Linked DNA regions of Pan troglodytes: regions 2, 3 and 4 are each linked to region 1. A link is a contact called in public HiChIP or PLAC-seq data. All regions are on one chromosome and are shown on one strand. Each heading gives the region's core, a stretch centred on a gene start, on an enhancer-like site or on the middle of the called end of the contact. The rest is flanking DNA. Distances are from core to core; before and after follow the strand shown.

Region 1 (3,459 bases), core at 343-2,842:
TTTCTAGGACTTTCAAAGTAATGTTGCTTGTTATATTTATGGCTGTTCTTCCAGGCATTGACATTTCTTATGCAAGAAATAGACTCTAGGAGATGAAAATAATTAAAAATGCATATACATTGTTTCAGGCTCAGAGAAAGGAATTGCTTCAACTATCAATTATTGATATATTTTGATTCTTCATTCAATACAGAAGACATATTTCACTAGGGGATTCTCTACTGTGCTTTTGAAGCTGAGACCTCTCTCTCTCTTTCTCTCTCTCTCTAACATATATATATATATATATATATATATATATATAATCATATATATATAAACCATTACTCTTTGGAATTTCTTGGTTAATTTTTTTAGATGGTTGTGTTTTATATTCATTTGTCTGCATCAAAGGAATTTAATTCGGGGTATCTATAAGCACCAAAAGAAACGCTGTTTGAGCAGGGGCTGGCCATTTCTTAACTGTAAAGAAGATAAATCCTGTGTAGTAAAGGATAAAAACTCTGCAGGCACCAAAGCAAAAATCAAACACACACACACACACCAGACAGGTTCATTTAGTGCAACATTCCTGCATTAATAAGCAGGTTTCCAGAGCACCCCCGCTCCAAGCAATGGGCAACAAAAAGACTTTCCGATCATATTACAATCTTTCTGAGCCACCAGGGTTTACGGAAACGGCCCTGCAGATTTTTTCATGCTGAGCCCCAGGTAAGCAAGTGTTTGCTTTGTCTTACCTGTAGATCTGGCCGAGTGATTTTCCAGCAAAATTCTTTAGCCCCTCTTTTCCTGGGGCCAAAATCCTTTGTTTTACGGATTCCATTCTTGCAAAGACTGTTGTCAGTTCTTGCCAGATTTAAATAGTGATTGCTAGGAAAGGCGAGGATTGCGCATATTGTCTTAATCTCTTAAAGTAGTTGCGGGCTTTTCCTTCTCAGCAGAATGGTAGTGGCTTGCCTCCAGCAAGAGAGTGAGAGAAGGGAGGGAGAGTGAGAATGAGAATACAACAGAATAGCTGCATGCAACCCACGGGTTTCCTAATAGGAGAGTTGGTAGACACAATCAGAAAGTCTCATTGGAAGGGGAGGATCCGGTGGCAAAGAGCGCAAGCAGTGCCATGGTATTTGGGTAGATGCGGTTGAGTCCTTTTCCTGGAAGTCGGTCAGCTGAAAAACAATGTAAATTCCCGGTTTTGAAGACTTATTGCTCTCAAATCTGCTGGCTTTTAAACGGAGGGGCCGGAATATCACAGAAGCCTTGGGAACAGCAAAGTCAAAAGAATGGTACTTTTAAAAATGGTGTCTTTGCTGTAAGGAGCAGAGCATATTCAAAACTCATGGGAGCATCTCAGGTCTCAGGTGAGCAATGCTGCTATTAGTTTTCCCTCTCTGCCCATGATCTCCTCCCATCACGCCAGCGTAAGTCTGCTCTGCGGTAGAGTCAAATTAAGATGGAGAAGGCTTGCTGCTCTTTGAGGACGTGAGTAAATAAAAGATACACAGTTCTGATTTGGGCAGCCTCGGGGAAGATTTTTTTTTCAGCGGCTGACAGCGCCCGTCTGGGCGGGTCTCGGTACAGTGTTTCAGCACCACGGACAGAGTAAGTTTCAGGAATAGGGGACTCTCCTTTTGGCTAGCTAGGTTGCCAACTTTCTAGGGGAGCTGGGCGGATCGCCCTGACCAAGGACCATACTGGGGCTCTTCAGGAACGGATGCTATGGAAACCATTGGGAAGATGTCATCATCTCCAGAGTTTGCAGGGAGAATGGTGCATTTAGCTCTGCTAGGGAAGACAACTTTATTAAAAATTGACAAGTTACTTCTAGTTTGCTACGTTTTGTCCAGCACGCTGATGCCAGTATTGCAGGGAAGAAAGATTTCAACATATTTAACTTATGCTTGTGGTGTTCCAAGACACCTAGGCTCCCTTGAATATAAAATATGTGCACACAAAATACATAATTACATTGTTCATGTGTTTGTTTTAACTCCTGACAGGAAAAAGATGAAAGAAAGAAAGGGAGAGAATGAAGAATAGAGGAAAGGAGAGATAAAGAAAAAGAGGTGGGAGGTATGGAGAGAAGAAAAAAAAGAATAGCTATAAACTCAGTGAAGTTGATTAAATAAAATACAGTTAATTTAATATAAATTCCTTGGAATTTTAAGCATCTTTATTTAACTAATTTACAATACACTACTGAAATACCAATATACTGATGAAATATGTGGCTATACCTTGTGCTTGCCAACAAATTGTAATTGATAATTTAAAGATTTATTTTTAAAAAGATTTATTTTAATTTACATATATTCCATTCAAATCTTATTTTATTTTTCTTTGTATGTCCTTCTCCTAAAGCATAAATTTTGAAAGACATTCATGTAAGAGTTTTGGCTTTATATATACAGGTACAGCATCAATGAATTTATCTCATTAAGCAAGCAAGAAAACTGCTAGATTAATGTAAATTATTAATCTCTTTCACATGAATCACAAACTTCTTAAGTACAATTCAGGCCAATGCTTACAGAACAGACTGGCCTTGAACCACATTTTCAAGGTCAAAACCTTGGATGTCACATAAGCCAACAGAGGGAGTCAATTTTACTTAAGATCCTGAGACAAAATCTCAAAAATATGGATCTAAATTGAGAATCAAATAAGAATATTACCTGAATAGTTCAAATGATATAATGGCTATGTAGTCACTGAATGGATAGCTGGAAAAAAATGTCAAAGTAGCTAAAACCATCTGCCATTATTAAGTTTGATAGTTGTCAAATTATTTCCATTGTGAAATATAATAAAGAAAAGGATAATGAAGACATTTTTATCTTTTTTGATAAATTTGTGTTAAAATATATATCCTCAATAAAACAGTGAATTTAATTTTTCTCTAAAACCGTGGGATGCCTCAGAATACTATCTATTTCTCAAGATCAAGTATAAGGAGACAAAAAAAAAAAAACCCTCATTAAACTATTTCCTTGCAAAAAAAAAAAAAGAAAAGAAAAAGATTAAAAGATTCAAGCTATTCAGGACTTGACATATCTAGGTGTTTTCAAAATATCTGTATTTTTCAAATCTTTAATAACTAAGTTCATTAAATTATATTTATTTAGAGATATTAATGATTTTGGAATTCTGGGAAGTTATACAAAAAAATAGAATTTACAACAAATATTTGTGAAGCTGGGGTGATGATATGTAAATGATTTTCCTAAGCACTCCAGCTTAAGTTGCACCACAAATGACTAGAGATCTATCTAAACCATCAGTAAACATGATAGCTAAGTCTCCAATACACAAATATGAGGGGACACTAAGCAATATAAGTCCAACACAAAAGCATTGTTTTTAGAGTAAAACAGTTATATTCACCTTTATTGAAATGAATGTCATCCTCCTCTCTCTTCCACTCTTTTGATAATAGGGTGAGCAACTGAATCAGAATAACTG
Region 2 (3,459 bases), core at 323-2,822, 460 kb before region 1:
ATTTAATTCCCCAGCATAGATCTGCTTGAATGTCCCTGTCTGTTTGAAATCGTAATTTGTATGAAATGTGTCAGGTGTCATCGCCCTCTCAGGATGACAGTGACAAATCTGTTTCATTCTGTCTGTAATATTGTGCTGGTGGCCCTGAAAACTGAGGGCAGCAGGAGTATCTGTCAAGTGCTCTGAACACAGATGTCATTAGACCTTGAGGACATGAACGCTTTTCAGCAGGATGTCCCCTCATCTCTCACTCTTCACTAGTCCACCGTCTACTCCAGAGCCACAGTAATCTTCCTCAAAGGAAAATCTGAACATGCTACCGCCTTCTTAAAAACCTGTGAGGGCTCTCCATTGTCTAGTGTTTCTCAGACATTCTTAGCTACAGCTCACCTGAGAAATATGACTTACAGTAAATTGGCAATGTGGCGAAGATCCTGGGAAAGCAGTGGGGGTAAGGAGAGGACATCAGCATCCCCATGGTGGTCAGAAGCATACATAATATGGAAAATTTGACAGCAATTCTGATACCTTCTCTTTTACTTCTACCCTCATCCCTCCATAAGAATAAGTAACCTGGCTCGCAAAGCACTTTATAGCCCAGCTACTATTTTCTTTTCCCACATTCTTTCTTACTATGCCAGAGTTATCATGTATGACTGTTCAGGATGTGCACTGCACGACTGTACTATACTGCATGTAGTCCTACCTTCTGAGCCCAGGCCCACTCAACAAATTACTCACTCCATAGATATTGTGAACTCCTTAAAATCCCAAGAAAGTTTCCTGCCTTTATACATGCAGAGAATTGTTCCCCATTCACTAGGTGAATTAAAGTGAATCCCTTCCTTTGATCATTCAACAAATATTTGTTGAGTGGCAGGCAAGGTTATTCCTTGCTAAATTTCATACCCTGGGGGCCTAGCACAGTGCCGGGCACACAATGCTTATTAGATGAATATTAAATGAATAAATGCATGTTAAACGACTGGATGAACAAAACTAATACTTACTAATGCCCCATTCCAAGCAACACTACCTTTATAAATTATATCTGCGTTGCTTATTTAGGAAAAGATAGGAGAAAGAGAAAGGTAAAATGGTTTATGCCCTTATTTAGAAAGCGGAGTCTGAAAAAAATCTGTGTGAATGATAATTCAGACCAATTTTTGCTTAGAGAATTTCTTTGAGAGAAAGATAGATTTGGGTCAAAAATTGAAGCTATAACAGGAATTGCATAAGAAAGTGGGAGATTGTATTGAGAATCAAGAGAGAAACAGAAGAAGAAGAAATGGGGAAAAGGGAAGCAAAAAGAGAAGAAACAAATATCATGACAGAATCCATAGTGAATTAAGTACATTATTCTCTTCATGATCTTCATTCACAAGTTCTTATTATACCTGGAATGCATTTTTTAAAATACATGGTTTACAGCAGTAATAAATTGCTTCATAAAATTTTCACCCCTTCCTTTTCTGTCTTTTAATGCTTAAGTGCCATGGTTCCCTCAGTGCAACTCTGGGTCTCATTAAATGATTCCCCACTTAATGGACCACAGAGCCTTATGTTTCTGCACAATCTGTTAACTGCTCTTCACTGAAGTCATCCTTTTAAGAGGCAATGGTATCTGACACCAACTGCCTAGTAGAGACAACCCACCTAAATTTAGATCTGTTCAGCCCCCTGGGATATCATATGCTTCCCAACACCTTCTTGTCAACTCCATTCACTGTGTGTTTTTACAACCCATCATAACTCGAGAGAAAATATTGTTTTTAGAATGCAGTCATCTGCTCTCCAGAGGAAGAATGTTAAATTAATTTATAGGACAACAGACTCTGTCATTGTCTAATATTATTCTGAAATGGCATATGCTCAAAATTGGGTGATTGGGAACTCAGCTATCTCCCTGAGGTACCTTGACACATGGAGGAGTGAGACAGCAGGTGTTCCATGGATAGTTTGCCATGTTGAAAGCTTGATTCTAGCATTTTCAAGATAACTGATAAGATCACCTGTTAGCAGGGCAAACTGAGGCACTACTAATAACAAATGACACTTAAAGACGTCCTTGCCAAAGGTGGGGAATTCATTTCAACTCCTCTAGTTACGTGCGATTACAAATTGTTAATCACAGCCCAAATAAACAAGCTTCTGGAATTACCGTTTTACTGTTTACAAGCATTTTTTTCTTATTTATTATCTTATTTACTATCTCATTTTAACTTCCCAACAGTCCTTTAGCTTATTATACCCTTTTCTTAGATAAAACTTCAGAGAGACAAATAACAGTAAACAGAGCAGAAGCTCCTATTTGTTTTTCCTTTATCAGGCTGCCAACTTGCTGTATGACCAGAATAAATTTCTTTAATCTGTGTCTCAGTTTCTCATCTGCAAAATAATGACTATAGTAATTCCTTCCTCCCATAGTTGTTCAAACACAGATATTAATATGTGTAAGCATGTAGAAACAGTGCCTGGAACATGGTGTAGACTCAACAATAAATAGCCTGCTATTGTTATTTTTAAATAATAATGTTGTGCTGCTGCTGCTGCCACTGATAATGATAAGGTTCTTACAGGTTTTATTTCATTTAATCCTTGGAGCAACTCTAAGTGGTTTGCATTATGTTCATATTTAAAAATGAGAAAACAGTGGCTCGACAAGGTTAAGTGAATTGCCCAAGGTCACCTAGCTAAGAAGCAACGAAGTTCAGATTTGAAAATCTCTTAGGATTCAGATAATACTCATTACCACTCAACTATACGTCCTAAAGTGACTTTGCCAAGGGTTACAGTCACCTGAGTTTTTAAAGGTCTTTCCACGGGCAACACCTCTTTTCTTTAGGGATACATATTGCCATTTTATGAAGTCCTTGCTGATGATCATATTGCCCAACTGGGAATGAACCCCAAAACCACAATAAAGAAAGTGCTTTACATGCTTGGAACAATTTATGAATCTGAGCCTCATTGTTTTAGCCATACAAAAATGCTGAAAGTTAGCAGCAGCCAGCGTGCTTAGCCCTTGAGCTCACATTCAAAAATGAAATCTTATTAAAATCCTGATAGTACTTCCTCCTATTTAATTTTGTTATCATAATTACCCAGTGGCTTAGTAGGCAAGTATTAATGTTACCATTATCTGGAAAAAGAAATAGTGGTTAAGTGGGTAGCTCAAGGACACACAGTGCACTAGTCTTCTGAGGCCCAGTTGTGAGATATTGTCTCCAGTGATAAATCATACATTAGGGTGAATGTAATCCTCAAATCTTTATTTGAAGGGTGAACTACTATAGTGCCCTAGATGTTGAGAACCAATCTCCCAACATGGACAGGGCCTTGGGTCAGAAATATTCTGACTATTGGAACTGAACAGAAAAAAGTTCCTGGCCTGCTGTAATTGTTTCCCTCTGGTGGGGGAGGGAATTCAGCTTCATAAAGTAGGCTCATTGTAGAGAC
Region 3 (3,459 bases), core at 514-3,013, 330 kb before region 1:
AGGCACACCGTCCCATGCCTCATCCATCTGTCCCTTACCTTCTCTTAGGCAGTCAAAACCCAGACACCCATGTTGGAGAGGACCACCAGAGCCACCCCCTTCACCGCAGTTAGAGGAAAGCATTCCTTGAGAAGGAGTTCATTGATCAATATCAAAGACAGGCTGGGCAAATCAGACCCCAGCTGCAGTTAATCAGTGTCCACACTGCTAAGAGTTTGGAGTGAAGAAGCACAGGTCTTGTTCTCTGCCTTGCCTCTGTGAATCTCAGGGGATACGTGGGGAGGAAAAGTGGACTTCCTCTGCCAGGCTGGTACATCCAAACTGTCTAAGCCTTTATTTTAATACTAGGATGTCAAATGGGTGTTCCTGTGCACAAGCAGATCTTATTTCCTTGGCATAATATCTCTCATACACAACTGATCTAACTTTGTTGGAGAGGGTTGGAGGAGATAATTTTATAAGAATAAAGTTTTGCAAACTCTTCACTGTAAGAAGATCACGGAGGTGAGAGGATGAAGATGAAGAAGGTGGAGAGGGTAAAGACTGTGATTTCAAAAAGGTTAACTGGGAAAAGAATTAACAACCCTCCCCCAACCTCAATTGTTTTTAGAATGTAGAAACAGAATCTGTTAACCCTCGCTTTTGCTCCCTCTTCATTCAAGACAATGGAAACTTCTTCGGATACCTGGGCTAAGTTAATGGTAATTTACCATACTGAGTTGACAGAATTTAATTTTGCCAGTATAAATAATGTCTCCAAAGCAAAATTGCCTCCTTTGTTCCCCAAACAATTTCAGATTCCAGTCTCAACTTTGGACTGAACAAAAAGAACGATACCATGCAAAATCTCCCCAAAGTGTGTTGATATATATCGGCTAGCGTTTGTTTATTCACATAAAACTCAATTTCATCAAACTCATCAGACACAGTGAGTATCACCCCAGATCACACATGTGGCGCTCTTTCCTCCCATCCTGGCCTCAACGACTCAAGTAAAACATTCAGGATCAGCCCTTTAAGACCATTCTGGCTCTATCCCACCCCACCATAACAGACAATGCTGAGCATGCATTACAGATACTCTTGTGCACGAACGCATATGTGTGCATTTATAATCGATGTGTTCATTAAAAATCCTCACTCTGTCCCTGGTTGGCAGAGCCACCCCAGCGGGCTTACGTGCTGCGGTCGTCTGGGGTGTTCCACAATAGGGATAAGGAACACATGGTTGTTTCCAGAGAATCAGAAAGTCACCCCCTGCAGTGAATACCCACTCTTAGAGAAAGAGCCTGTCCAACTGTCCGCGGCTCTTCACTCTTCCCCGCCTCGTTCCTGAGGTTATTTTTTAATGACCTCTCCCCTCCCCCGCCGCCCCGGGTGCAGTAGACAGGCAGGGGCTCCCGTGAGCCCCGGCTGCAGTGCGCGCACGCTGCGGCGGCGTTGGCGCAGAACTGGGCCAGCCAGTCGTGCTCACCCCCGCGTCCCGAGCTGGGCTGCTGGCGGCTCTCAGAGGCGCTTGGGCTCCGGGCTGGGCTCCTGCAGCTTCTCGGGGCCGGCCCCCTCCAGGCACAGGTCCTGCAGCAGCCGCTCCCCGCACCCCACCAGCCTGGCGGCAGCGGCAGCAGCTACAGCCGCACTACCCCTCTTCATACTTCTCTGATGGCTCCTTTTAGTGCTGTTTGGGAAAATGATTTTTTCTCCCTGCCAGAAACAGATTTCCTACATTTCATCAGTCCTCATAGACCGAGCGGAAGTAAAATGCTTACTTTTTCTGGTGGACAGCAAATGCAGTTGACACTGATTTACCCTTCAAACGGGGAGAGATTGTATTACAAGCCCTTGGCAGCAATTCCGAGGTTGGGGCCAAGCTCCAGCCCCCTCCTTGTCCCCCAGACACTAACCTAAGAGAGAAAAGGTGGGGGCTGGGGAGGGGATCATATTTAACTCTAGAGGTTTAACAGAGTCAATAGCTTTAGCACAATATTAAAATTGGGTGTTGGAAAAGTTTTTGCTTTCCTGGCCAGTGATTTTGCAGACGGAGGCACGAGCTTTCCAGTAACTTCGGCCACTCTTCATTCCAAATTGAACATTTTGATGTCTTACAATTCTCTTTAAATATCAGATTTTTAGAAGAGGCTGTACTCACGGCTGTTTTTGCTTTACCAAAGGAAATACAATTCCACCCTTCCTTCTTTCAGCCTCAGCTCAGCAGCATTATGTTGAATGTCAGAGACAATTGTCTCCAACTGTTGTTTATTAGTACGTGTATTCTGAGATGAAACGTCTTCCATGAAGTGGACAGATGTTCAAGTGTCTGATTCACCTCTAATGCGCGGGGACCGCTTGCTGAGTGTGCTGATCCCCACAGGTTACCACCTCCCATGGAGCATAAATAAAATGTATTACACTTTTTATTTTGTTTTGTTCTCATGTTCATCAGTTTCATGTATATTGCCATCCGATGTTTACAATGGCAGTGGCACAGGTATTGTGATCCTTGCTTGGATACCATTTTTATAATGATGAGTTACCTAGCCCCACTCCCAAATAGAAACTACCTGTACATCCACAAGCTAAATGATGTGGATGATTTTAGATATAATTTAAAAAATATTCACATTTTACCTTTATTATTGCCATTATCTGGCAGAAACTGCATCAGTTATTGGCTTCTAGTGGCAATACATTTAATAAAGAAGAAGAGAAAACCGACTGAAAAGTTTGGAGTCCTTGAACTCCGAACTTTTTATTTTAGTTCAATTTGCTTTTGCAGCTATCAGCTCCACATTTCCTCCTTAGCTTTCTAAAAGAAGGGGAAAATAGTTATTCTTAATTTTAAGGAGAAACAGCATTTTTAAAAGGTCAACATAACAGCTTGGATAAACATAAATAACAACAAAACATACAGAACTCATTACTGATGAGTTTTAGTAAACGAATCTGAATGATAAAATTTCTTAAAATGTGATCAGACCTGAGTATTCCCAGAGCCCCAACAAAGAATTTTGAGTGTCTGAACACATACAATTTAGTAAAAAATCAAATGTTCTTGATAATTTTTCCTGATCAAAACATCATCAGCCAATAAATGCTAATTTAAGAATTATCCAAATATGTAATGAGTTCAAAAAATTTAGCACCTTGAACTTTCAAAATCTTACTTCCTATTTCTCCCCAGATATGAATATTCTTGTCACATTGTTCATTATTGGTGTTATAAAAAGCTAAGAGTAAGGCAATGTTTTTGTTGATTCAGGAACAATGCTAAATACAGTTTGGGGAAAAAAAGGAGGCTTACAGAGGAATTGGGAAAGCATAATCATTCAAAATTACTCCCTCTCCATGCTCATTTCTTCCAGGTATTTTTTTTTTGTCTTAAATTTTGCATTATGTCAGATCCTCTGTCTCTCAGAAAGAGCGAAAAGAAAAATATGAGAAGAAATAAATAATGCGTTTTTT
Region 4 (3,459 bases), core at 317-2,816, 290 kb before region 1:
AATGGTACAAGATGAACTTCTCCACTCAGGCTAGGACTGCATTTATTTTACTACTAAATCTGTAGCACCTCATACTATGTATCATAATAGGTGTTAAATATAAGAATAAATAAATGAATTAGTGATGCCTGTACATTTGCTAAAGGCAGGCTGCACACTTGGTTCTAAGTTTCTAGTAGCCAAGAAAAAGAATTTTAAGATTCATAGTATCCTTAGGATAAAATAAAATAACGATTTCAGGACCAAATAAGAGTTTGAGATAACTAATAAAAATCAAATAATAGCCAGGCGCGGTGGCACACGCCTCTAATCCCAGCACTTTGGGAGGCCGAGGCGGGAGGATCACTTGAGGTCAGAAGTTCGAGACCAGCCTGGCCAATAAGGTGAAATCCCATCTCTACTAAAAATACAAAAATTGGCCGCGCCTGGGCGACAGAATGAGACTCCGTTTCAAAATAAATAAATAAATGCATAAATCTGAATTAACAGCATGCACATGACTGCTTTACTTTCTAAAAGGTGTAGGAATGCTTATTTTAATAAATGAAAAATGACTCTTCCCCTCTTTTAAATTTGTTTCTCTTCCCCTTTTTGTTAAAGTACAAAACAAAACACCTTCCCCCCACTTTTCGAATAGTTTTGGCTGTGTCTTTAGGATTGGAAGGAAATTCAGCTCAAATGAATTACTATATTATGAACTTTAGTAAGAATTGTTGTGCATTTTGTACAGAATGCAACTCCTAGGAGTTGACAAATGTTTGTTAAGTGCAACAATGAGCGACATAGGACCTTCTCCTCCCTACTCTCTTCTCACGGTTTTTATTTAATCAAACATTTATTATTGTTCGATGCTCTTAAATGCCATTTCCTTCAGCTGATTATTTGTATGACAGAAGAGTCAATTAAGCTATTTTGTCCTAAAAATTACGAAAACGAAATGTACAACTGTGAAGTAAAATTTTGTTCCTTTGCAAATTTTAATAAATTATTGAAGTTTATTTTTTGTTTCAAATAATCTGGGCTTCAGTTCTAATAATGGAAGGACAATGTGAAGGCCCAGAATTCAGCATAGTGCCTGGCATTAATAGGAGGTCAGTACATTTTTAGTACATGTTTCTCAAATAGATCTTAAAATTTCATTTAAGAGCGTTTCCTCACGTCACAGTATGTCTCTGGCGTTACTTAATTTTGAAAAACCTCAACACAGATTCTAGTTTTAGGCAAAGCTCAGAAAATTTCTACTTAAGGATATTTCCAAAGCGAAAGGAAGCGCGGAGACGTTCACGACTGGCATCATCTCGCATGTGGTTCCGGAAATTCTCGGTAGGATGCCCTACATCTGCTCTCCCTCCACTAAGAAGAACCTCTTTGTGTGGCGAAAGTAAAAGTATTAGGGCTTTTAAGTTGCCCAGAGTCAAGGAACACGGATAAAGACGCTGGGAGATTGACATGCATTTCGACCAATAGCATTTCAGAGAGGCGTATCATTTCACGGATGTCCCAATCAGTACGCAGAGAGTCGCCGTCTCCAAGGTGAAAGCGGAAGTAGGGCCTTCGCGCACCTCATGGAATCCCTTCTGCAGCACCTGGATCGCTTTTCCGAGCTTCTGGCGGTCTCAAGCACTACCCACGTCAGCACCTGGGACCCCGCCACCGTGCGCCGGGCCTTGCAGTGGGCGCGCTACCTGCGCCACGTCCATCGGCGCTTTGGTCGGCATGGCCCCATTCGCACGGCTCTGGAGCGGCGGCTGCACAACCAGTGGCGGCAAGAGGGCGGCTTTGGGCGGGGTCCAGTTCCGGGATTAGCGAACTTCCAGGCCCTCGGTCACTGTGACGTCCTGCTCTCTCTGCGCCTGCTGGAGAACCGGGCCCTCGGGGATGCAGCTCGTTACCACCTGGTGCAGCAACTCTTTCCGGGCCCGGGCGTCCGGGACGCCGATGAGGAGACACTCCAAGAGAGCCTGGCCCGCCTTGCCCGCCGGCGGTCCGCGGTGCACATGCTGCGCTTCAATGGCTATAGAGAGAACCCAAATCTCCAGGAGGACTCTCTGATGAAGACCCAGGCGGAGCTGCTGCTGGAGCGTCTGCAGGAGGTGGGGAAGGCCGAAGCGGAGCGTCCCGCCAGGTTTCTCAGCAGCCTGTGGGAGCGCTTGCCTCAGAACAACTTCCTGAAGGTGATAGCGGTGGCGCTGTTGCAGCCGCCTTTGTCTCCTCGGCCCCAAGAAGAGTTGGAACCCAGCATCCACAAATCACCTGGAGAGGGGAGCCAAGTGCTAGTCCACTGGCTTCTGGGGAATTCGGAAGTCTTTGCTGCCTTTTGTCGCGCCCTCCCAGCCGGGCTTTTGACTTTAGTGACTAGCCGCCACCCAGCGCTGTCTCCTGTCTATCTGGGTCTGCTAACAGACTGGGGTCACCGTTTGCACTATGACCTTCAGAAAGGCATTTGGGTTGGAACTGAGTCCCAAGATGTGCCCTGGGAGGAGTTGCACGATAGGTTTCAAAGCCTCTGTCAGGCCCCTCCACCTCTGAAAGATAAAGTTCTAACTGCCCTGGAGACCTGTAAAGCGCAGGATGGAGATTTTGAAGTACCTGGTCTTAGCATCTGGACAGACCTCTTATTAGCTCTTCGTAGTGGTGCATTTAGGAAAAGACAAGTTTTGGGTCTCAGCGCAGGCCTCAGTTCTGTATAGGCAATGCTGTGTTATTACTTGAATATAGAATATATAGTTTACAAAATGAAAATTACAATGTTCTCACCAAATATATGCCTTCGTGTGTCCAAAGTATAATTATTTTAGATGCTAATTTTGAATAGTTTATTAAACAGTTATAAATATGCAAAGTAGCTGGCATGTAGTGTCACGGATTTTCTGGATACAGGAAGTGATTGGAAGTACTCCACTTAAAGCCGTGGAATTAGCAATAGTTTGCTTTTTAATAGAAGGCCCATTTGTAAGAATGTTGAAAATATGTGTACCGTTTAAAGAAAAAGCAGCTTTAAAGTGACAAACAAAATACCCTTTTTCTTTTAGTATGGTTTATTTTTCTAGGTTTTCTTTCCCTCCTTCAGTAGTGAAGAGTTTTCTTTATTCCTGGCAGTGTCAGGAATATTGGTTTGAAAAGCTATTGGCCTATCTGGAGTTTGGCCTTGTTAACCTAGTATTCTAACCAGTTAACCAGCCTTAGTATGCATTAAAAGTGTATTGTTCAGAAAGTTTGTTTCTCATTTTCTGCAAATTCTTACTTTGAAAATGAATCACCACATAGTATGTCCCTTTAAAGCATTGACGCACAGACGAATGTTTAAAGCACAGTAAATACAAATATATGCCTTTGGATATTAAATTAATGCTTGATGATAAAAGAATCAAACTTTTTTTTTTTTTGAGACGGAGTCTCGCTCTGTCACCCAGGCTGGAGTGCAGTGGTGTGATCACTGCTCAATGCAACCTCTGCCTC

Evidence for each region. HiChIP or PLAC-seq counts read pairs in DNA pulled down with a chosen protein or histone mark.
Region 2: an H3K4me3 HiChIP or PLAC-seq map of stem cell-derived excitatory neurons shows a contact between it and region 1, with 14 times the contacts expected there. The contact joins the enhancer-like site here to the promoter of SLC17A6 in region 1. A contact is called at or near these places in 5 of 7 Hi-C or Micro-C datasets (blood, induced pluripotent stem cells, a lymphoblastoid cell line and 1 more), 1 of 1 datasets of contacts at active chromatin or transcription factors (stem cell-derived excitatory neurons) and 1 of 1 other capture datasets (stem cell-derived neural stem cells).
Region 3: an H3K4me3 HiChIP or PLAC-seq map of stem cell-derived excitatory neurons shows a contact between it and region 1, with 6 times the contacts expected there. The contact joins the promoter of GAS2 here to the promoter of SLC17A6 in region 1.
Region 4: an H3K4me3 HiChIP or PLAC-seq map of stem cell-derived excitatory neurons shows a contact between it and region 1, with 4 times the contacts expected there. The contact joins the promoter of FANCF here to the promoter of SLC17A6 in region 1. A contact is called at or near these places in 1 of 7 Hi-C or Micro-C datasets (stem cell-derived neural progenitor cells) and 1 of 1 datasets of contacts at active chromatin or transcription factors (stem cell-derived excitatory neurons).

The regions. Positions count from the first base shown.
Region 1 is chr9:26,371,685-26,375,143 of NHGRI_mPanTro3-v2.0_pri, reverse strand. SLC17A6 (solute carrier family 17 member 6) reads right to left here and starts at 1,592. Exons shown (of 11, transcript XM_009460084.5): 1 at 738-1,592. The coding sequence starts at 823.
Region 2 is chr9:26,830,909-26,834,367 of NHGRI_mPanTro3-v2.0_pri, reverse strand. All of the region lies in intron 7 of GAS2 (growth arrest specific 2), which reads right to left. Among named protein-coding and RNA genes, the nearest start is that of SVIP, 29 kb to the left of the region's middle. Within about 2 kb of position 1,572, at least 1 of the 24 cell types and tissues checked has an H3K27ac peak or open chromatin away from gene starts, as enhancers often do. A contact at or near this core is called in stem cell-derived excitatory neurons, where this site is marked.
Region 3 is chr9:26,698,885-26,702,343 of NHGRI_mPanTro3-v2.0_pri, reverse strand. It overlaps GAS2 (growth arrest specific 2), which reads right to left and starts at 1,763. Exons shown (of 21, transcript XR_008538012.2): 1 at 1,475-1,763.
Region 4 is chr9:26,660,116-26,663,574 of NHGRI_mPanTro3-v2.0_pri, reverse strand. It overlaps FANCF (FA complementation group F), which reads left to right and starts at 1,566. Exons shown (of 1, transcript XM_001169698.8): 1 at 1,566-3,459. The coding sequence starts at 1,566. The coding sequence ends at 2,690.